3 separate regions of the Sus scrofa genome follow, and all the other regions are linked to region 1. A link is a contact called in public HiChIP or PLAC-seq data. All regions are on one chromosome and are shown on one strand. The core of a region is the stretch at or near the end of the contact, and the rest is flanking DNA. Distances in the headings are between cores, read along the strand shown.

The links. HiChIP or PLAC-seq counts read pairs in DNA pulled down with a chosen protein or histone mark.
Region 2: an H3K27ac HiChIP or PLAC-seq map of alveolar macrophages shows a contact between it and region 1, with 7 times the contacts expected there. The contact joins two enhancer-like sites. A contact is called at or near these places in 19 of 47 Hi-C or Micro-C datasets (adipose tissue, blood, embryonic fibroblasts and 8 more) and 2 of 2 datasets of contacts at active chromatin or transcription factors (alveolar macrophages and skeletal muscle).
Region 3: a contact with region 1 is called in an H3K27ac HiChIP or PLAC-seq map of skeletal muscle. The contact joins the promoter of ANXA11 here to the enhancer-like site in region 1. A contact is called at or near these places in 2 of 5 promoter capture datasets (fetal skeletal muscle and skeletal muscle), 15 of 47 Hi-C or Micro-C datasets (adipose tissue, alveolar macrophages, blood and 10 more) and 2 of 2 datasets of contacts at active chromatin or transcription factors (alveolar macrophages and skeletal muscle).

Annotation. Positions count from the first base shown.
Region 1 is chr14:81,874,760-81,878,796 of Sscrofa11.1, forward strand. ANXA11 (annexin A11) reads left to right here. Exons shown (of 15, transcript XM_001924178.6): 12 at 1,727-1,822; 13 at 2,848-2,906; 14 at 3,104-3,226; 15 at 4,007-4,037. Among named protein-coding and RNA genes, the nearest start is that of PLAC9, 25 kb to the right of the region's middle. Within about 2 kb of position 2,067, at least 35 of the 83 cell types and tissues checked have an H3K27ac peak or open chromatin away from gene starts, as enhancers often do. A contact at or near this core is called in adipose tissue, alveolar macrophages, embryonic fibroblasts and 4 more, where this site is marked.
Region 2 is chr14:81,812,151-81,816,187 of Sscrofa11.1, forward strand. No RefSeq gene overlaps it. Among named protein-coding and RNA genes, the nearest start is that of ANXA11, 21 kb to the right of the region's middle. Within about 2 kb of position 2,326, at least 7 of the 83 cell types and tissues checked have an H3K27ac peak or open chromatin away from gene starts, as enhancers often do. A contact at or near this core is called in alveolar macrophages, where this site is marked.
Region 3 is chr14:81,833,176-81,837,212 of Sscrofa11.1, forward strand. It overlaps ANXA11 (annexin A11), which reads left to right and starts at 2,030. Exons shown (of 15, transcript XM_001924178.6): 1 at 2,030-2,298.

The DNA of each region.
Region 1 (4,037 bases), core at 817-3,316:
GTGAACATGTGAGGGCAGGTGTGGATGGAGAATGGTGACCACACCTAGCAACGTGGGTGGTGAGAACGCCAGCAGCTGCTCTGTGCCTGTGCTAAGCCTTTAATACATGCAAGTAGGTGCTATTCTCCTATTTACATATGAGGAAGTAGCCACAGGGCAGTTGGCAGCTTAGCCACCCAGCTGGTAACGTGCCAGGAGCTGGGCTTTGAACCCAGGCTGACTGCCTCCACAGCACGCTTTTTAACTTCTACACTTTACTGTAATGGAGCATGGGTGAACATATGTTCATCTTAATCATTATTTATTGTAATGAATATAGAATATATGTATAGCACATCAAACCCTTGGTTTCACAAACATTATTAGAAGAGAGGCGCTGATCTGTAGAAAATGGTAAGTAATGAAGATGGATGCAGATACAGCAGAAATCAGGATACTGATATGCAAATGACAACAGTTTGGAAAACATGGATAGAAACTGAGACCCTGGCTGGAGAAGAAGAGGGGATTTATATCCAGGGACAGAGCTCAAGTTAGAATCTGTCTCTTTGGTGCCATCTGCCTCTTGGGACCCACAGCCACTTCCCAAGGGTGCTCGGTCCATCCCAGCGCAAGCTCACGGTCAGATTGAGAAAGACTGGTATGTAGAGTGACCGAGAAGGGCTGGGACTGGAAGTGCCTAGGATCTGGGCAGAGAGTGTCAGAGTTGGGCTCCTGGACAGGGGGTTACTAACGGTGCAGTGGGTGAGCAGTGGTGAGGGCAGGGCTAGTCAGGGGACTGCATGAGCAGGCCTGGGGGGCAGGGGGAGTGTACTCACCTTGGGATGAAGAACCGGCAGACCTGAGAGCTGGGCAGGTGTGGTCAGTAGGGCCACCCAGGGTGCCATGGAGCAGAGTAGGAGAGGTGGTTCCAGAAGGGACAGAGGCCTGCTCACTGCCTCTCCCGTACAAGTCAGCTGCCATAATAAAGTATCACAGGCTGAGGGGCTTAAACAGCAAAAGCTTATCTTCTCACAGTTCCGAAGGCTAGAAGTCCAAGATCAAGGTTTCAGTAGGGTTGGTTTCTCCTGAGGCCGCCCTCTTTGCTGTGTCTATACATGAGCATTTTTGTGTTTGCAACCTTGGTGTTTCCTTGTGTATCCAAATCTCTCTCTCACTCTTTTGTTTGTTTGTTTGTTTTTGTCTTTTGAGGGCCATACCTGAGGCATATGGGGGTTCCCAGGCTAGGGGTCTAATTGGAGCTACAGCTGCCGGCTTATGCCACAGCCACAGCAGCACCAGATCTGAGCCGAGTCTGTGACCTACCACAGCTCACAGCAACGCTGGATCCTTAACCCACCCAGCGAAGCCAGAGATCAAACCTGCAACCTCATGGTTCCTAGTTGGATCCGTTTCCACTGAGCTACAACGAGAACTTCTTTTTTTGGCTGTGATGTGCAGCAGCTTGACATAGGGCTCAGTTCCCAGGCCACGGCAGTGAAAGCAGTGAATCCTAATCACTAGACCACCAGGGAACTCCCCAAATCTCCTTTTGTTATAAAGAAACCACTCACATTGGATTTGGGCCCACTCAAAGGGCCTCATTCTAATGTTATGGCCTCTTTAAAGACTTTATCTCCAAGTACAGTTAGATTCTGAAGTCCTCGGGATTAGGACTTGAACATAGGAATCTGTGGTGGGGAGAATAGAATTCAGTCCATAACATGACTCTCTGTCTTTCCACTAGTTTTCAACGAGTATCAGAGAATGACAGGTCGTGACATTGAGAAGAGCATCTGCCGGGAGATGTCTGGGGACCTGGAGGAGGGCATGCTGGCCGTGGGTAGGTGTCTCTGGCCTGCCTGCAAGAGGCTGGCGTGTGTTGTAAGTTTTCAGGGTGCTCACCCACCCTCTGGTTGAGGAAGAGGATAGTGGAAGGATCCAGGATTGCTAAATCCAGCTAAGTGACAGGAAATCAGGCTGCTTCCTGGATCAATGCTTTGTTGTAGCCCCAGCCTCCCTGTCCCAGGGAGGTGTCTTGTTTATGTGTCAAGCGAGGCTCTGGGGGAGGAGCTGCAGTGTGGGCACTAGTGCGCTCCCAGAGGGAGCTGACTCATATCCTGCCAAGTTTCCTCTAAAAATACATCCCTGCAGGCACTTGTCAGATGTTTGTGATGGAAACACGTGGAAGGTTTTTTTTTTTTTTTACTTGTGATAGCAAAATAGGCCCTTGCCAAGGAAAGCTGGCATAGCTCCTGAGACGCTGGTGTGCTTCCTGCAGTGCAGGACTGTGTCATGTCCTCTAGAGGAGGGCAGCGCCTGATGGGCTCCAGGCCCACCCACATACCCATGAGGTTGGCTCCTCTTTAGACCCACTTGGTAACATCACGGCCCATCTTTCACTTTGCTTTTCTTGGAGCTTTCTGGATAGCACAGATTTTCCTGCATCCCCATTGGGAGGTGGCCTGAGAGCCCCAGGGAGACATTCATTCCACTTGGCCATCCTTCTCCATAAGGACCACGCCATCTCCAGTCTGCCCCCTCCCACGTGAGAAGCATCATGGTTCCTCATCACCCTCCCCGTTCCTTCCCTACATAGTTCCTTTCATCACATTGACTACCAGGAACGGGGCTGGGTTGGTGTCAAGAGCTCTGCATGTTTCTATTCCAAAGAGCTAGAGCCAGGATCATGGGATAACTGAGCTTGGGGGAGATGGGGGTGGAGGGGACAGAGGGAGAAAGATAGATGCAGTGCTGTGTTTGACGTCTGGCCTCCTCAGGAGATTGCTCTGTGCTCTGTGACTGTGCTCCCTCCCCCCCGCCCCCCATTTTCTGCAGATAGAGTAACACTGTGTTTCTCTCTTCTAGTGAAATGTCTTAAGAATACTCCAGCCTTCTTTGCTGAAAGGCTCAACAAGGCCATGAGGGTAGGTAACCCCCATGTGCAGCATCTGGGTGCCACCTGTGACTGGGACCTTGCTCAGGGAAGGATGCAGGAGGAGAGCCACCTTTCAGCCAAGAGGACAGAGGGCCCATGGGCAGGGAGGGGACCAGGGCCCAGGGAAGGTGGGGAAGTGATCAGTGTGGAGGCCCGTTGCTCACACCCTTGGGCAACTCTCTTTAGGGAGCAGGAACCAAGGACCGGACCCTGATCCGCATCATGGTGTCTCGCAGCGAGATTGACCTCCTGGACATCCGGGCGGAGTATAAGCGGCTGTACGGCAAGTCGCTGTACCACGACATCACGGTATGAGCCCCTGGGGGCTGTCTGAGCTTCTTCCTGGTGTCCTGCTTGCCTGTGGACCTTGCTGGCCACTCCCACTGACCCCATTACTCTCTGTCCTCAGAGGTCCCTCGGGCTCAGCTTCTGCCATGTATAGGCATCTTGTCTGTGGTCCTCCAACTTGCCCTCCCCAGTTTTCATTTGTTCGTCTAGTTGTACAGTAGGTCGTCAGCTCTTGATCCTGCTGTCACCCCACTATCCAGCATATCTGCTGCTCAGTAAATGGTTGGGGCAGGAGGGTCTAAAATCGGCATCAGAGAACATGAAAGACCTCCCCAACCTGGTTCCTGGCCTTTGGCGCCCAGATACCCTGTGGTTCTGTGACCCATCCATGGGAGATCACATCTTGAACCCCCTGAGGGCCCGAGGCTCTGGCTTCCTGATGAGCCACTTCTTAGCTTTAGGTGGAGGCAGCATGGGAAGGCAGTTCAGAGCGAGGGCTGTTTTGTGTTTATTTTTCAAATTCTGAGTTTGATCATTGTGATGAAAGCAGCTTTCTGTTTTTTTTTGGCGGGGGGTGGGGAGGTGCTAGAAAGGCTGAACGGTGTTGTCCAAGGTCCTTGCCACCTTCGAGGCCAAGTGCATGAGCCTCTCTCTCACCCTCTGCGGCAGCAGCATGGTGGGGAATTTCCTAGGATGGGGTTCCCTCTCTGTAAGGGCACTCGTGGCATGAGAAAATTGAGCCAGGAAGCCAAAATTGGCTGAGCCTCTCTTAACTGATGTCTTACTTGTTTCTGTGACCAGGGAGACACTTCAGGGGATTACCGGAAGATTC
Region 2 (4,037 bases), core at 1,076-3,575, 62 kb before region 1:
GATGTGCTCGGAGTCACACAGCATGGTCCGGAGCTCTGAATCTTAAAGCTAGCTTCACCACGTTACTTCTCAAAGGCAGGGCCTACCCTGCTAACATTTTCAGCCTGTATATGCAGGCAGGAGATCTGAAAGATAGAAAGTAATCCAAAATAGTATATTGTGGGGTGGGGGATTATCATACCTATGAGCACACGCACGCGTGTGTGGATCCACACGTATATGTGCCCAGCCTTCCTCACACGCCCCAAGCTGTCTGTGCTGGTGATGAATGTACTCTTCCTCCTTAGCTGCACACTCACCCCGCATGCCTGCTCCGTGAAGGTGGGCAGACTTGCCCCGAGCCCCTCTCCCTGCCAGTGAGCATAATGTGAGCTATAACTGTCGAGGGAGCTGGGAGAACCCTGCAGGAGGAAGGGGCTTCTTGGGCTGGTTTTGGCAGGTGTCGGGGCTCCTGGGGTGCCCTGCCTTGGCCCCGTGCCCAGCAGGCCCCCCAGAGACCCCACAGACCTGCGTGGCCCGGCCATCACGTCCCCATGCCCTTCCCCACACAGACACTGTGCGTTCATGTCCCCTGCCCACATGCCACCTGACTCTGTCACCAGGCTCACATCCCCACCCACCAGGCTGTGGCTCCCGGGTGCCCTTCCTGCCTGTCCAGCAGCTGCAGACCAGCTCTGGCCCAGGCACCAGCTGATTTCTCTTCCTCCAGGGTGTGGCCATGACCCCTTTTGCAACAAGATCTGACCCCAGGCTGGGGAGGGGCGCCCCCTTCCAAGTTTCTCCTTCCGTGGGGCCTCGTCCTCAGCTGTTTATACCCTCTAGTTACTCTGCTAGCAGAACATAATATTCTTCATAGGACACTTCCGTTTCTTTCATTACTATTGAAGTATACTTGAATTACAACTATGATTTCTGCTATACGGCAAAGCGATGCTGTTTTAGGTATATTGCAATCTTTTTTATATTTTTGTGAACTATGGTTATCTCAAGATATTGTATATAGTTCCCTGTGCCATGTAGGAGAATCTTATTGCTTATCCAGTCTCTATCTTAAGAGTCTGCATCTGCTAATCCCAAACTCCCAATCCATCCCTACCTCCCCCTGTGCAACCACAAGTCTCTTCCCTGAGCCTTGAGCCTCTTTTGTTGTTGGAAATTACTTCACTTGTGTCATACTAGGATTCCACCAATAAGTGATATCATATGGTATTTGACCTGGTATGAGAACCTCTGGGTCCATCCATGTTGCTGCAGATGGCACTGTTTAGGAAGGAACAAACAGTTTAGGAGGTGAGAGAGAAAGTTATTGCTATGGAAGAGAAATGAAGAGCAACAAGTTGAGGGGAACGATGCCCAAGATATAATAGGAATGGAAATAACCTGAAGAAGTATTTGAAGACCTAATTGTGGGGCTGCGCCCATGGCATGCAAAAGTCCCTGGGCCGGGGATCAACCCTGTGCCACAGTAGCGACCTGAACCACCGAGTGACAACATCCTTAACACACTGAGCCACCAGGGAACTCCTCCAGATAGAACTGAAAGCTTGCAGACCAGAGGGGCAGCTTGAACCAATGGGTTCTTGCCTCTCCGTCCCTAAAGATGCTGGGAATGATCTAGTAAAGGCTTAGACAGCTTATGCGACCCAAGGATCAAGAGCCTGGGGCAGGAGACAGCCATGGAGACAAGAGTTTGGAAGCTGGGGAAGAAATGGATATATGGGAACCTGTCCAACAGGCAAGGAAAAGACGCCTCTTCGTGGAACAGCAGAGCGCTGCACCTGTACTTGGGCACAGGGTGGCTCAGCTGGATTCGCCATCTTCCATGTTCCCTTGCCTCTTGTTATGGCTGTGTGACTAAGTGACCAGTGACCAGGTGTGTGTGAGGTCAATAAAGTGTGCCATCCCTGGGTGTGGAACTACAGAGACTGGGTGTCTGCTCTGCCGTGATGTATATCCTGTTCAGAACCAGGACACAGAGGTGCCTTTGGCCCTCGGTGGACCCTGCAGATGAGGACCATGTCCTAGGAGAGAACAAAGCATCAGGTTGGAAAAAACCTGAGTTCCTGAATGACCATGTGAACAAGGACTCTTTCCAACCCAGTTGGCCCTCCATGGCACTGTGTCAAGTGAGAAGAACGCGTGTTCTTCGAGAACACAGACGTTGAGAAGCACCCCTGGCTGTCTGGAGTCCGTGTCCTCTTTGTAGGCGGCATCCCAGGCTCACTCATGTCTGCCTTCAGACCTTCCCTTCTTCCAGGCCCTGAGGTGAGTTTAAACTAGTGCGCGGTGCCCCTTCTATTTTGATGCTGCTACACAGAACATGACCAGGAGGTGGCAGCACTGAAGTTTCCTGGCTGCTAACATCCCAATTGCATGTGTAAAGGGGAGAAAAGTTAGGTTTTCTTTTCCATTCGCCAAACTCTGCTTTCAGTGCCTTCATGCGAAGCACCGCAGGTACTCTTCTGCCGCAGGAGCTGCCACGTCTACTAGAGTACTTCCATGGGAATCCCAGGTTTCCTCTTTCTTAAAGTTGGGGGAGACTACATAGGCAGGTGTTGGTTTCATTTTTCTTTAAATGGTCTCTCCAGTTCCTCTGTCCCCGGCCCTGAGCAGATGTCAGAGGAGGACAGCTACTTAGGGATCTGGAGCCCAGTTCTCATCTGCACACACGAGGGGACCAGAGAAGGAGACATAGGGCAGGCTTTCTAGGGCGTCTTTTGAAACCGTCATCCTAGGAAGCCCTCTTCTTCTCAGTGCCCACCTGATACAAACGGCTTCATCTCTGAAGGCCCTTCGTACAAGTCTTTGTTCATTCGCGTGCTCGAGAAAACTGAAGTTCAGAGCAGCGGAAGGATGTGCTTGAAGAACGCAGACACTGAGAAGCAGCCCTGGCTCTCTGCAATCCGTGCCTTCTTTATGGGGAGCATCCAAGGGTAATTCACGTCCACATTCAGACCACCCTGGAAGACAGTCCTTTTCCAACAGCATGTGCTCAGCAAGTATCATTTTCTTCCTGGAGGCTCTTAGGTAAGTAAGCAAGAGCATTGTAAAGCTGTTTCTCTTTTTGATGCGGCAATGCAGGAAATGACCAGCAGATGGCAGCACGGAGCCTTTCCAACTCCTAACTTGCTAGTTGGAGGTATAAGGCAAGGAAAGTGGGGTTTCTTTTCCATTTTCTGAATTCTTCTGACCTTGCCTCCGATGCCCACTGTTAACTTCTCCCTTTGAAGCATCCACACTTCTTCTATTTTGATGACCAAGCATCTCCAGAAGCTACAGTTTGGGACACAATGGCAGAAGGATAACAGGGACTCCCCAAAAGGACTGACTATTCAGGTGTTGCTTTCCTTCTTCCTTTAAGAAGTCTTTCCAATTGCTTTGTCACCGCCCCTGAGCAGATGTCAGAGGAGGACAGCTACTTAGAGGTCTGGAGCCCAGGTCTCATCTGCACACACAAGAGGACCAGAGAAGGAGACACAGGGCAGGCTTTCCAAGGACGTCTTTTGAAACCGACATCCTAGGATGCCCTCTTCTCCTTCTCAGTACCCACCTGTCACAAACCTCTTCATCTTTTCAGGCCTGCCCTATGAGTCTTTGTGGTTCCACCTGCCAAGAAAAACTGAAGTTCACAGCAGCGGCAGCATGTTCTTGAAGAACACAATCATTGAGATGCAACCCTGGCTCTCTGCAAACCATACCTTAAAGAAGGATGCTTTACAGGGAGCATCCAAGGATAATTCATGTCCACAGTCATACCACCCTGGAAGACTCTCCTTTCTAAACAGTAGGGGCTCAGTGAATGGCACTTCCTTCCTCCAAGTCTTAAGTAAGTGGAAACAAGAGCCTTGTAAAATGATTTCTCTTTTCATGCTGCTGTGTGGAAAATGATCAGCAGATGGCAGCACAGAGCTTTTCAGACTCCTAACCTGCCAATTTCAGGTATAATGGGACAAAAGTGGGACTTTTCCTTTCTCCAGACTCTTCTGTTCCTGCCTCCGGAATGCCCACTCTCCAGTTTGAAGCATTCAACTTTCTAC
Region 3 (4,037 bases), core at 780-3,279, 42 kb before region 1:
GGCGAGAAAACCAAGGCTTGAGAAATGCATCGCTTTCAAGTGTCAGAATGGGTACTAGAACCCAGATGTTTGAACACCAAATCTAGAGTTTTCCCCCACGTGATGCTCTCACCAAGTCATATAAAAGCCCAGTGGTAGTAGCTATTCACCATTCTAGCCTGGAGGAGTTCAGTTCTGAAGCAGGAAAAGTTTGTGCTACATTTAGAAGTAATTCCACCCTAAAGGATTTGTTTATTATTTGTTAACGTGGTATTTAAAGAATCATTTGCTCGGCCACGAGAAAAATGAGCCATTCAAAGAAGCGCGGCTGTGCGGCCGCCAGGAAACAAGGAACAGGAGGCGCGGGCAGAGGGTGTCGTTGGGTGGACGCCGGATGACCTTTCCAAACGAAGCCCCCAGCCCAGAGAAAGTGCCGGGAAACAGAAGCCCCCTCCGAACGCCGCTGGTCCGATGCAAGGGTCGTCACCGCTCCTGCGCCGCTGCGGGCTCCCATACCAGAAATATAACCCGGGGAGAGTCTCCTTGTGTCTCTGACCCTCCACTCTGTTTCCTCCGAGCCTTTGGCCAGAATTTCACCCTTATCCGACCAATCATCTCCAAAAAATGCAGTCCAGCCGCGAAAAAGGGCCACGCCTTGGGGGAGGTGGGGGTGTTGCCTGGATCCCCAGGGTAGCAGGGCTTGATTGAATCCTGCAAGAGTGCGCGCCTTGCGCCCAACACCCACCCCCAGCCTGGTACCCTGCCGCCCCGCCCAGCCCAGCCCCACTCCTAGCACTATTACAATGTAAATCGGACCAGCAGCTCTTTTTTTTTTTTTTTTTTTTTTTTTTTTTAACAGCCCCCCAAAAGCAACTACCTTCCTAAGGAGCTAAGTATTAAACAATGGCTACACGCGAGATCGCGCATGTTGTGTACTGATTAAATAAGAACCAGGTTGATCTAGCTGCGCTTCCATGAAAAGGACCTCCAAGATATTGAGTTAAAAAGCACGTCGCAGAAAAATACAGCAACACCGTTTTGTAAAAAGTATATCTATGTGATATAGGAAAGGCACGCCTAAGTTGGGCTGGGGGAGTGAAGAGTGAATCTCAGGTTTTTAAAAATATTTAAATGTTTATGTAATATATATTATAAACATTTGTTAAATAAAAATAAAAATATTCACAAATCGCATGCGTGCATGACCCTTTTTAAAAATAAATTTAGAATTGTTTTAAATCTACAGAAAAATTTCAAATAGAAGGTTCTCATAAACACCTTTTTTTTTCTATTAACATTTTCTGTTGGCTTGGTGTTTTGCTACAATGAGCGAGTCAATACTGATGCAGTATTATTAACTTCACTCAGATTTTCTTAGTATTTAAATCTAATGTCCTTTTTCCAGGATCCCATCCAGGATACCATATTACATTTAGTTTTCATAATCTCCTCAGGCTTACTCCTGCCTGTGACCATGTGTGTCTCAGACTTTTCCCTGGTTTTGATGACCTTGACAATTTTAAGTAGTACTGGTCCAGTATTTCGTAAAGTATCCCAGAACTGGGATTTGTCTCATGTTTTTCTCATGATTAACATGGGATTATGTATTCTTGGCAGGAAGACCACGATAGGTTCATACCATCACTATTGATTTATCATTCTTGATGCTGACCTTGATTGTCTGGCTTTAGTAGTTGGTCGCGGTTTCTCCTCTACAAAGCTACTCTCCCACTCCAATTTCCATACTGTTGTGTTCTTTACTTTAAAAGAGTCACTAAGGAAGGTACTCTGGGCTGGAGGGGGCTTGGGGAATCCGCTCCTCGAGAGTGAGACGCAGGGCAGGACGGACCTCAAGAGGCGTGGAGAGAAACAGCATCATGTCGACCTCTGGGCGACCGCTGAGTACTCCTCCCGCAGCGGCGGAAGGCCTGTAGCTTCCTTCCTCGCAGAGGCAGCTTACAGCCAGCTGACCCCGAACGTCTTCTCACCTGGGGGCGGGAGCTGGGGGCAGACCACGCCCCTCGGCACCGCCTCCTCCCGCCCCTCCCCTGGCGCACGCGGCTCCGCCCCGGGCGGATTAGGACCCCGAGCCCTAGGAGTTTTCCGCCTCGCAGGCTCCTCCTCCCGCCCCGCCCTGACGGCTGCGGAGCCCGCGGGTCCCGAGAGCCCCGAGAACCCCGAAAGCCCAAAGAGCGGTAGTGGGACAGAACTCGAGGCCAATCCGAGGTGCTACTCCGGGACGCCCGTGGAGAAAGTCGCTGCTGCCCGTGTTCCTGTTCGACCGTCGCGGCCTCCCCTACCCCGGTGGCCAGTGGCCAGGTGAGTGAGGGTTCTTTGACTGCCGAGGGCACGGGACGGGGCGTTGGCCAGGCGCTGCGGCCTCTACCGGAAGGCCCCCAACTGTCCCGCGCCCCTTCCCATCGCGGCCCCGTCGCTTCCTGGTTGCACAGCGTTTGGGGGGGGGGAGGGAAAGGGGCGGGTGTCGGGCTGGTCCCGACCGGCTGCGTCGACGGCGAGGGGGCGGGGGGTTGCCTTCCTTGTCGGGTGGGTGGGCCACGTGATTGTGCTGCTGTGCCGGTGTCAGGGGTTCAAGCCGAATTTGGGCCGGCTTGGGACCGGGTGAACCCGTGACAAGAAGGCGACTGGCTGGTGTGGGCATGGACGGTGGCCATGGCCCCTCTGACCCCGCTGAATTCTCTAGAGTGTGTGTACCCTTCCGGGAAAGGCTTGTCCTGAGGAGAGCTAGTGGAGGACGCTGTCTTAAGCACCTTTCCTCCGGAAGACGGAAATACCTGGGAGCTGCTAGTGTTGGAATTGATTTGTAAGGCGTTTTGAGAGAACGCCGGATCCATCTCAGGTGCTCTGCTGACCTGTGTGTTTACCTTCTCTATCTGTCTTTCCTCCATCTCCAACCTTGAGCTGAAGTTTCAGGGAGGGATTCTTGACTTTAACTCCCTTTGGGCTCAACCCAGCCTCCTGAAGTTTTAAAAAGGTAAATACGCGTCTGTTGGCATAAATGAGGGTTATGAAATTCATCAGCTTGAGACTTTGAAGAGGAGAAGCTAAGTCAGCCAGTTTGAGCCCAAGCTGAGAACAGTCTGCCTGGCACATTTCTGTCCCTGCCCCCTCTAGTCAGTGTGACCTTTCTTTAGAGGCTGGGTGTTTTAGGACAGACCCAGGGTGTCTGTGGTAGCCAGCCACTCTGCCTACCCTCCGTGCCTTCTTCACTTTGCTCTCTGCTGCTTTAACCTGGGCATGGAGTGGCGCTGGGTGGGGTGAGCCTCTGCCCTGCCCACACAGCAGGAACAAAGCTTTCAGGCAGTGCCAGGCTGAGTCCAGGAGCTGGACAGGTGGGCTGTATTATCTTGCTCACTCCTAACTGGCTCTCATTATGCTCCTTTGTTCCTTCCTTGTTTCAGTCAGCTGTTGGGGATTCCAGTAGGATTAACAGGGCCCCTTCCCTCAAGGCACTCTCCATGCTACAAGGTGTTCCTAACAAGATAGGCCAGGCCAGGTGAAGCGCCAGGGCAGTTTGTTGCCCTGGCGTGGGGTGCTTACTACCTCCTGCATCCCTCCTGAGTCTCACCTCTCGTTAGTCTCTGTGCCTTGGTTTCCTTAAAGTGGGGGTAATAATACCTACCTACAAGGCCATTGTGAGGATTAAAATGATTTAATATTTTTAACAACCATATAGCTCAGGCATTGATCTGAACAGGTGGTGACTGGTGCACCATACCTGTGTGTCCCAGGTGGATGTCACCCAGATTAGACATAAAGCTTGCAGTGGAGCCTGGCACATAAGTAATCATCTGTAAGAGTCAACAATAGTAATATAGTAATAATAGCTACCACTCCCTCTATGCAGCTGAAGGTCTAACAGTTGAATTGCTCCTTCTGACCTCTTCTGTCTTAGCTCATGCTGTTCTACCCTCCTTCCCCCATTTCTGCCCATTATTCACCACCCTCCTAGGGACCATCCAGGTGCCTGCTCCTAGCAGGAAGGGGCAGAACACACTGTGAGCCCACGCAGCTCTCCTCTTCTGCTCCTTTGGCCCTAT